2 separate regions of the Mus musculus genome follow, and region 1 is linked to region 2. A link is a contact called in public HiChIP or PLAC-seq data. All regions are on one chromosome and are shown on one strand. Each heading gives the region's core, a stretch centred on a gene start, on an enhancer-like site or on the middle of the called end of the contact. The rest is flanking DNA. Distances are from core to core; before and after follow the strand shown.

Region 1 (3,345 bases), core at 544-3,043, 90 kb before region 2:
AAAAAAAGAAGAAGAAAGAAAGAAAACAGATTTGAGAACAAAACTCTAAAGCAAGGCACTGGGAAATTAGTAAAAAAAAAAAAAAAGGGTTATCATTCCTTTAAGTGCAGACTGTTAAGAATAATGTTTTTTTTACAGTTGTTGATATTTCTGCTTATTTTTATTAAATTTGGCTTGGTTTTACCATGCTGGGACTAAGCCCAGGACTTTAGTCCAGCTCCAGAGAAAAGCAACTTTCATTAACTATTTTTTTTTCTAACAAGCCTACAGAATACTGGGTTTCATTGTAACCTTTCCCACATAGATTTTTTTCTGTTGCTCTTCCTCCATGAGCCACCCCTACCTTGTGCTGTTGGTCCCCTCTCCCCTCAGTATCTCCAGTCTCTGAGGTAAGTTCATGTTACGAGTCTAAGACCCTCTCCACCCTCCTCACTTACTTGACTAAGAAGGGAGAGGTTCAAGTTCACCTCGAAGCTTCTTTATTTTATTATTTGAGATAAGTTCTAGTTAGATAGTCTTGGCTGGTCTGACACTTTCTGTGTTAGCCCGGCTAGCCTCCATCTAACAGAGATCTCTCCGTATTTGCCTCACAAATGCTTGGATGAAAGACATGGGTTATTATGTCTGGCTTAAAATTTTATCTTGATGATGAGTGAAAAACCAATTTATACAGTCAGTAAACTATGTCTGAATTTGAATCTTCCCATCACCTTCCAGTGATGCAAACATGGTATTCATCATAGGTGCCTTTTAGTCCTCAACCATATTGCTTCTCCTAGCTCAACCACAAACAGGAGATCTGTCTGAAATTAAAGTAACAAACACAACCACCAACAGCAGAAGTACCTCATGAGTGAGAACACATATACATGATTGTGGCGATAAAGTTTCTTTCCCCTTCTCAGAGAAGCAGAGTCACAGTAGACTCTGAGGGTGTTTCCAGTGGAGGAGAGCTAATGAGAGGTATATGTATATGGAGGAGAGAGGTGGCTGTAGTGGAAATGAATGGCTTGATACCACCCAATGCTCCATCAACCTTTCTCTTTGTACTCAGTGGTTCAGCCTCCCTCTGCCCTAGTGTTGCCAAAGCTGGGCTGTCACTCTTTTCCTGTTTGCAATTTGGCTGTTGTATCTTTCAAGTTTCTTCAGAGACAAGTGGGATTAAACACGGCCAGCAGAGAGAGCCTGGCATGATGAGGAAGTATTCCTAGGAGACCAGAGCAGCCTGATCATGCTGGCTTCTCAAAAGGGCAGTCTGGCTACAGAGCATCTCAGCCAAGGGGGGAAAAAAGCCAGTTCCTTCATCGCTAGCACTTCCTGCCCCTGCACACAAGATCAAACTTCACTTCCAATGCCTGTGAGCCTGGAGGAGATTTTTTTTTTTTTTTTGTCTAGGACTTTTTATGTGAACGAAGGCATCTGTAATTTATTTTTATTATGCTTGATTTTTGATATTCTGTTTATTGATCTTTAGTCTTCTTAAAAACTAGGCAAGCATTCTAAACACTGAGCTTTATTCTAAGTCCATTATTTTATTCCTATATTATATATGTATGCCAGCAGCAGATGAGAGAGAGGTAGGGAAGGAGCATGCCAGAATGAGAGGAACACAAGAGCTCAACTGGAGCTCAAGTGTGCATGTGAGAGAAAGAGGGAGAGGGGGAGGGGGAGGGGTGGAGGGGGAGGGAGAGAGGGGGAGGGGGAGGGAGGGAGAGAGAGAGAGAGACTGACTATTTGGGATAGAAAAAAGAAAGGCCAGGCCAAGACAGTGCAAACCAAACCCATGACTTTCCTGGAACCTCACGCTGTGTTGTTTTACCACTGGCAGTGAAGCGGAAAGCTGCTTTGAGACCCTCTTGCTTTTCTCTGAACAAGTTTTCTATTCTTTCTATTTCCTTTTAGTCTTTTGTCTGAACTTTAAAATTTTGCAACAACCAGACCAAAACATGGTGCGGAAAATGTTATTTGGGATAGAAAGGGTCTGAGTGAATGGTGGAAGAAGGAAACGTTCTCCTCCTGCACTGGGGAAAGTGGGAAGGTTTGTGAGATGGTGATGCTCCCCATGAAAGTCCCAGCTCAGTGCTCCCAGTTGATACTCTCCATGAAAGTCCCAGCACTGTGCTCCCAGATGATGCACCTCCATGTAGATCCCAGCTCAGTGCTCCCAGATGATGCTCCCCATGAAAGTCCCAGTGCTGTGCTCCCAGATGATGCTCCACATGAAAGTCCCAGTGCTCCCAGATGATGCTCCCCATGAAAGTCCCAGTGCTGTGCTCCCAGATGATGCACCTCCTTGTAGATCCCAGCTCAGTGCTCCCAGATGATGCTCCCCCATGTAGATCCTAGCCAGCACTCTCAGTGCAGGAGCTGGTGGGTGGACTTCTCTGTGCTGTGTGGAAGACATCATGGTGTGAATAATGGTCATTAAATAAAATAGCACATATAACAAGAAATATATATACTTTGGGGGTCAAAAGTCAAAAGAGGGTAAAGTCATTTAGCAGATGCCATGAGTCTGGATCGCCACAGGCTACCTTGTTATGTGCAAACTTCTCCATTGATGTGCAAAGTCAGCAGACTCTTCTAAGTCCCCCTAATTTCAAAGGTTAAGTTCTGCTGTGGCCATCTTTCAAATTCCAGTCCTGTTGGGGCAAATCACACCATAGCTAAACCCTGAGTATACTGTGAGATTATTACGAGCACAGATTTTTTGCTCTTTCAAATATCGCCTTTACAAAATAAACTGAATGTTTATTCTGGTATGTCTTCTAATGAAGCTCTCATAGTATAGTAGTCAAGAAGGATTATCTATCCACAGAACCTAGCTTATTCATGTTATTATAGGGAAAAGAGCACAACTGCTGGAGACAAAAGATCTTAGGACAGGCTAAGATGAACTATAAAGTCTATACTCCAAAGCCCAAGCATGGAGGACTACGTGAAGAGATTTGAATTACTTTTTTTTTCTTCTCATTTGCATAGTAGCTTGTATTTTATCTCAGAGGTTGTGTTGGAATCTAGAACTCATGTCATCTAGAAAAGGAGAAAATGCAGGCTTTCTTGTCTCTCATTATTTTTAAAACCAGAAAAGGCAACCATCCATGAAAAGAGATGGTTGAGTAATATGGGTCAGGACTAAGGTGGTAGCTCAGTTGATGCCTAACCTTATCCAGCATGCCGGCAGATGGAGGTCATTTTTTTTTAATATAAAAACAAAAAGGATATTGGTTGAGATGCAAAAATATAAAAATGAAAGAAAAACATGAAAATGGAGAAACTAATACAGCAAGGAGGAGATTTCTTATATTCGTTGTTTTAAAGTTGTTACTCCAAAAATATGTACTT
Region 2 (3,360 bases), core at 90-2,589:
CACTTGTCCCCTGACAGGACTCCCTTAGTACATAACAAGGAAAGAGTAGGCTAAGCACAGGTATCCCTTGCTGCCTCTTTCTTGGTTATTTGCTTTCTTATTATTGAAGGGACACCTACACAGAGTTTCACTATTTGCTCTTTATCAGATGTATGGTTTGTAAATATTTTCTTTCAGGCTTTAACTTATTTCTTACAGTAGCTGTTATTCTCTCTAACATAGAGAGGCTTTCTGGTTTTTTGCAGTTCTATGATTTCTTTTTGGCTTTGGAAAAATCTATGCTCAGACTAATGGTGTAAACAAACAAACAAACAAACAAACAAAAATCCCTGTTGTAAATATATCTTTCATTATCCAGATGTAATTGTCACCTCAGAGGCTTACTGCTGAATAAGCTCATCCTCTCTAGTTCGTTCTGAACTCTGGCTGGCTGGTTCACCTCAGCTCTTCTGGCTCCAACTCTTCTCCAAGCTGACTGAATCAACCTGGCTTCTCTCAGTCTCTTATTGAATTGCTCTGCTTGGCCTCAAATGAACTCTGGAAATTTGTTCTGATTTTCTGGCTCCTTCTATTTTCTAGCTTCATCTGCCTCTGCTGACTTGCGCTGAGCTTCAGGGACTCACGAAATTAACTGCTCTCCACTGAACAGCACTCACTGCAGTAACTCCCAATCGACTGATCTTCTCTCCCCGCACTGATCTTTTCTGTACTGTTCATGTGAAAGTTGGGCCTATTCTACTCATCATCTTGTCTGTCCCTCAGTTAAAAATTACTTTCAAACTAAGCTTCTTCTTTCTACAAACTAATTTTACCTTAAAGGTGTGTACTAAGGGAGTGTCTGTATTTCAACTGGAGGGATTAAAGGTTGGCATGTCTGCATTCCAGCTAGAACACATAAACCTAGGTCTTTGGATGTGATTCCCTTACCAGAATAGCCATGTTGCTGGATTAAAATCTACACCTGTAGTTTCTTCTAGTATTTTTATTGTATCAGTGTAGAACCCAAAATAAATTCAAGACTACCTAGCCCTTTCCCCCTCTGAAGGGACTTTCCAAACTATATAGTATAGGGGTCAAAAAGACCAGACTAAGCCTGCAGCTTCCACAACAAGATTAGCAGTTCCCAGAAAAATTCTCCTACCCTGCCCCACACTGAATTCTGAGAAAAACCACAAACTGCCCCGACCTTGTCTCTAGAATTCCCCATGACGTTAATAGTTGTGATGTTAATAGCTGAACCATAACTTCAAAATGTACTGCTGCTTTGTTGAATAACCCACCATAAGGGCAGGCAGAGTGAGTCACTAGGCCAAAGGTACAAACCAACCAATGCCTGAAAAGGTTACTTGCTACACAAATTAGAATCAGCCAGCTAGCCCTGTTGCCTGAATCTGCCCCTTACACGGTATAAAAAGTGTTTTCTTTGTTTGTTAGGAGTCTCTCCTCTTGCCTGAATGCTGGGGGGGGGGGGTCCCAATGCATTGGATCAATAAAAATCCTCTTTCAGTTTGCAGTGATGGCAGTCTCTGTAATCTTTGTGAATGAGGGTCTTTTGGTGGACTCCAACATCAGTACTAACATTGAAATCTTCACTCAGGATGATACCCTCCAGGTCCATCCATTTGCCTAGGAATTTCATAAATTCATTGTTTTAAATAGCTGAGTAGTACTTCATTGTGTAAATGTACCACATTTTCTGTATCCATTTCTCTGTTGAGGGGCATCTGGGTTCTTTCCAGCTTCTGGCTGTTATAAATAAGGCTGCTATGAACATAGTGGAGCATGTTTCCTTCTTACCGGTTGGGACATCTTCTGGATATATGCCCAGGAGAGTTATTGCTGGATCCTCCGATAGTACTATGTCCAATTTTCTGAGGAACCGCCAGACTGATTTCCCGAGTGGTTGTACAAGCCTGCAATCCCACCAGCAATGGAGGAGTGTTCCTCTTTCTCCACATCCTCACCTGAATTTTTTATCTTAGCCATTCTGACTAGTGTGAGGTGGACTCTCAGGGTTGTTTTGATTTGCATTTCCCTGATGATTAAGGATACTGAACATTTTTTCCAAGTGCTTCTCAGCCATTTAGTATTCCTCAGGTGAGAATTCTTTGTTTAGCTCTGAGCCCCATTTTTTGACAGGGTTATTTGATTTTCTGGAGTCTATCTTCTTGAGTTCTTTATATATTTTGGATATTAGTACCCTATTTGATTTAGGATTGGTAAAGATCCTCTCTCAATCTGTTGGTCGCCTTTTTGTCTTATTGGCAGTGTCTTTTACCTTACAGAAGCTTTGGTCCCCAATGGAGGAGCTAGAGAAAGTACAAGAATCTAAAGGGGTCTTCAACCCTATAGGTGGAAAAAACAATATGAACTAACCTGTACCCCCAGAGCTCGTGTCTCTAGCTGCATATGTAGCAGAAGATGGCCTAGTCAGCCATCATTAAGAAAAGAGGCACCTTGGTCTTGCAAACTTTATATGCCTCAGTACAGGGGAATGCCAGGGCCAAGAAGTGGGAGTGGGTGGGTAGAGGAGTGGGGCAGGGGTATGGGGGACTTTAGGGATAGCATTTGAAATGTAAATGAAGAAAATACCTAATTAAAAAAACAAAACTTCTAAAAGAAAAAAAAAGAAAAGAAGGTAATGGGGATGCTGTGGAATGAAGTGATTAGTCTGGGACCAAATGTGTTAGGAGCTAGGCATGATATTTGAATAAACACAGTGTTTTATTATTAAAAAAATCTTCAATAAACTTTGAGTTGCTATTTATATGTGATATGAAACAAAAATCTGATTTTTATCTTTCTGAACTTGAATATTCCACTACTTAGAGACCATCCCTTCTCTCTTGTCTATTTTTGTTTTCTTTGTTCAAGATCATTGACACATGAGTCTGTGGTATTTTCTTGCATGGGACTAGTATTCTATATCATTATTTACTACAAGTATATCCCAATACAGTGGGTTTTTCTTTTATTATTATTACTACAATTGCTGTAAATGTTAAGTAATAGGATGCCTCTTGCTTTGTTCTATCTGATCAACATTGCTTTGGCTACTAGGGAAGTTTCCTGGTCCCAGATGGAGGGTAAGCAATGCCAACTGCAAGCCAATAAAATAGTGAATCCAACCCCAAACCTGTATTTGAATACAAATGTTGTAGATTTCTTCAGAATGATGGAAGAAATATGGTGATTAAATTGAGAAGATTTAAATAAAATTGTAGGTCCTGTCACCTGAGCACTGACTAACCAGGCACTAGACTAACACTGGAGAACCAAGATCTGTTTTGTCACGAATAGTGTCAATATGGATAGCATCTATTTCCATAATATGGATTAGATCAAGGAGCTGAGTAGTCT

The links. HiChIP or PLAC-seq counts read pairs in DNA pulled down with a chosen protein or histone mark.
Region 1: an H3K4me3 HiChIP or PLAC-seq map of the 230-238 cell line shows a contact between it and region 2, with 5 times the contacts expected there. The contact joins two enhancer-like sites. A contact is called at or near these places in 1 of 15 datasets of contacts at CTCF or cohesin (pro-B cells), 5 of 484 Hi-C or Micro-C datasets (Sertoli cells, cerebellum, cerebral cortex and 1 more) and 3 of 115 datasets of contacts at active chromatin or transcription factors (the 230-238 cell line, astrocytes and large pre-B cells).

What each region holds. Positions count from the first base shown.
Region 1 is chr19:50,359,344-50,362,688 of GRCm38.p6, reverse strand. All of the region lies in intron 3 of Sorcs1 (sortilin-related VPS10 domain containing receptor 1), which reads left to right. Among named protein-coding and RNA genes, the nearest start is that of Gm26629, 320 kb to the left of the region's middle. Within about 2 kb of position 1,793, at least 8 of the 459 cell types and tissues checked have an H3K27ac peak or open chromatin away from gene starts, as enhancers often do. A contact at or near this core is called in the 230-238 cell line, where this site is marked.
Region 2 is chr19:50,268,445-50,271,804 of GRCm38.p6, reverse strand. The region is part of intron 6 of Sorcs1 (sortilin-related VPS10 domain containing receptor 1); the gene reads left to right. Among named protein-coding and RNA genes, the nearest start is that of Gm26629, 410 kb to the left of the region's middle. Within about 2 kb of position 1,339, at least 9 of the 459 cell types and tissues checked have an H3K27ac peak or open chromatin away from gene starts, as enhancers often do. A contact at or near this core is called in the 230-238 cell line, where this site is marked.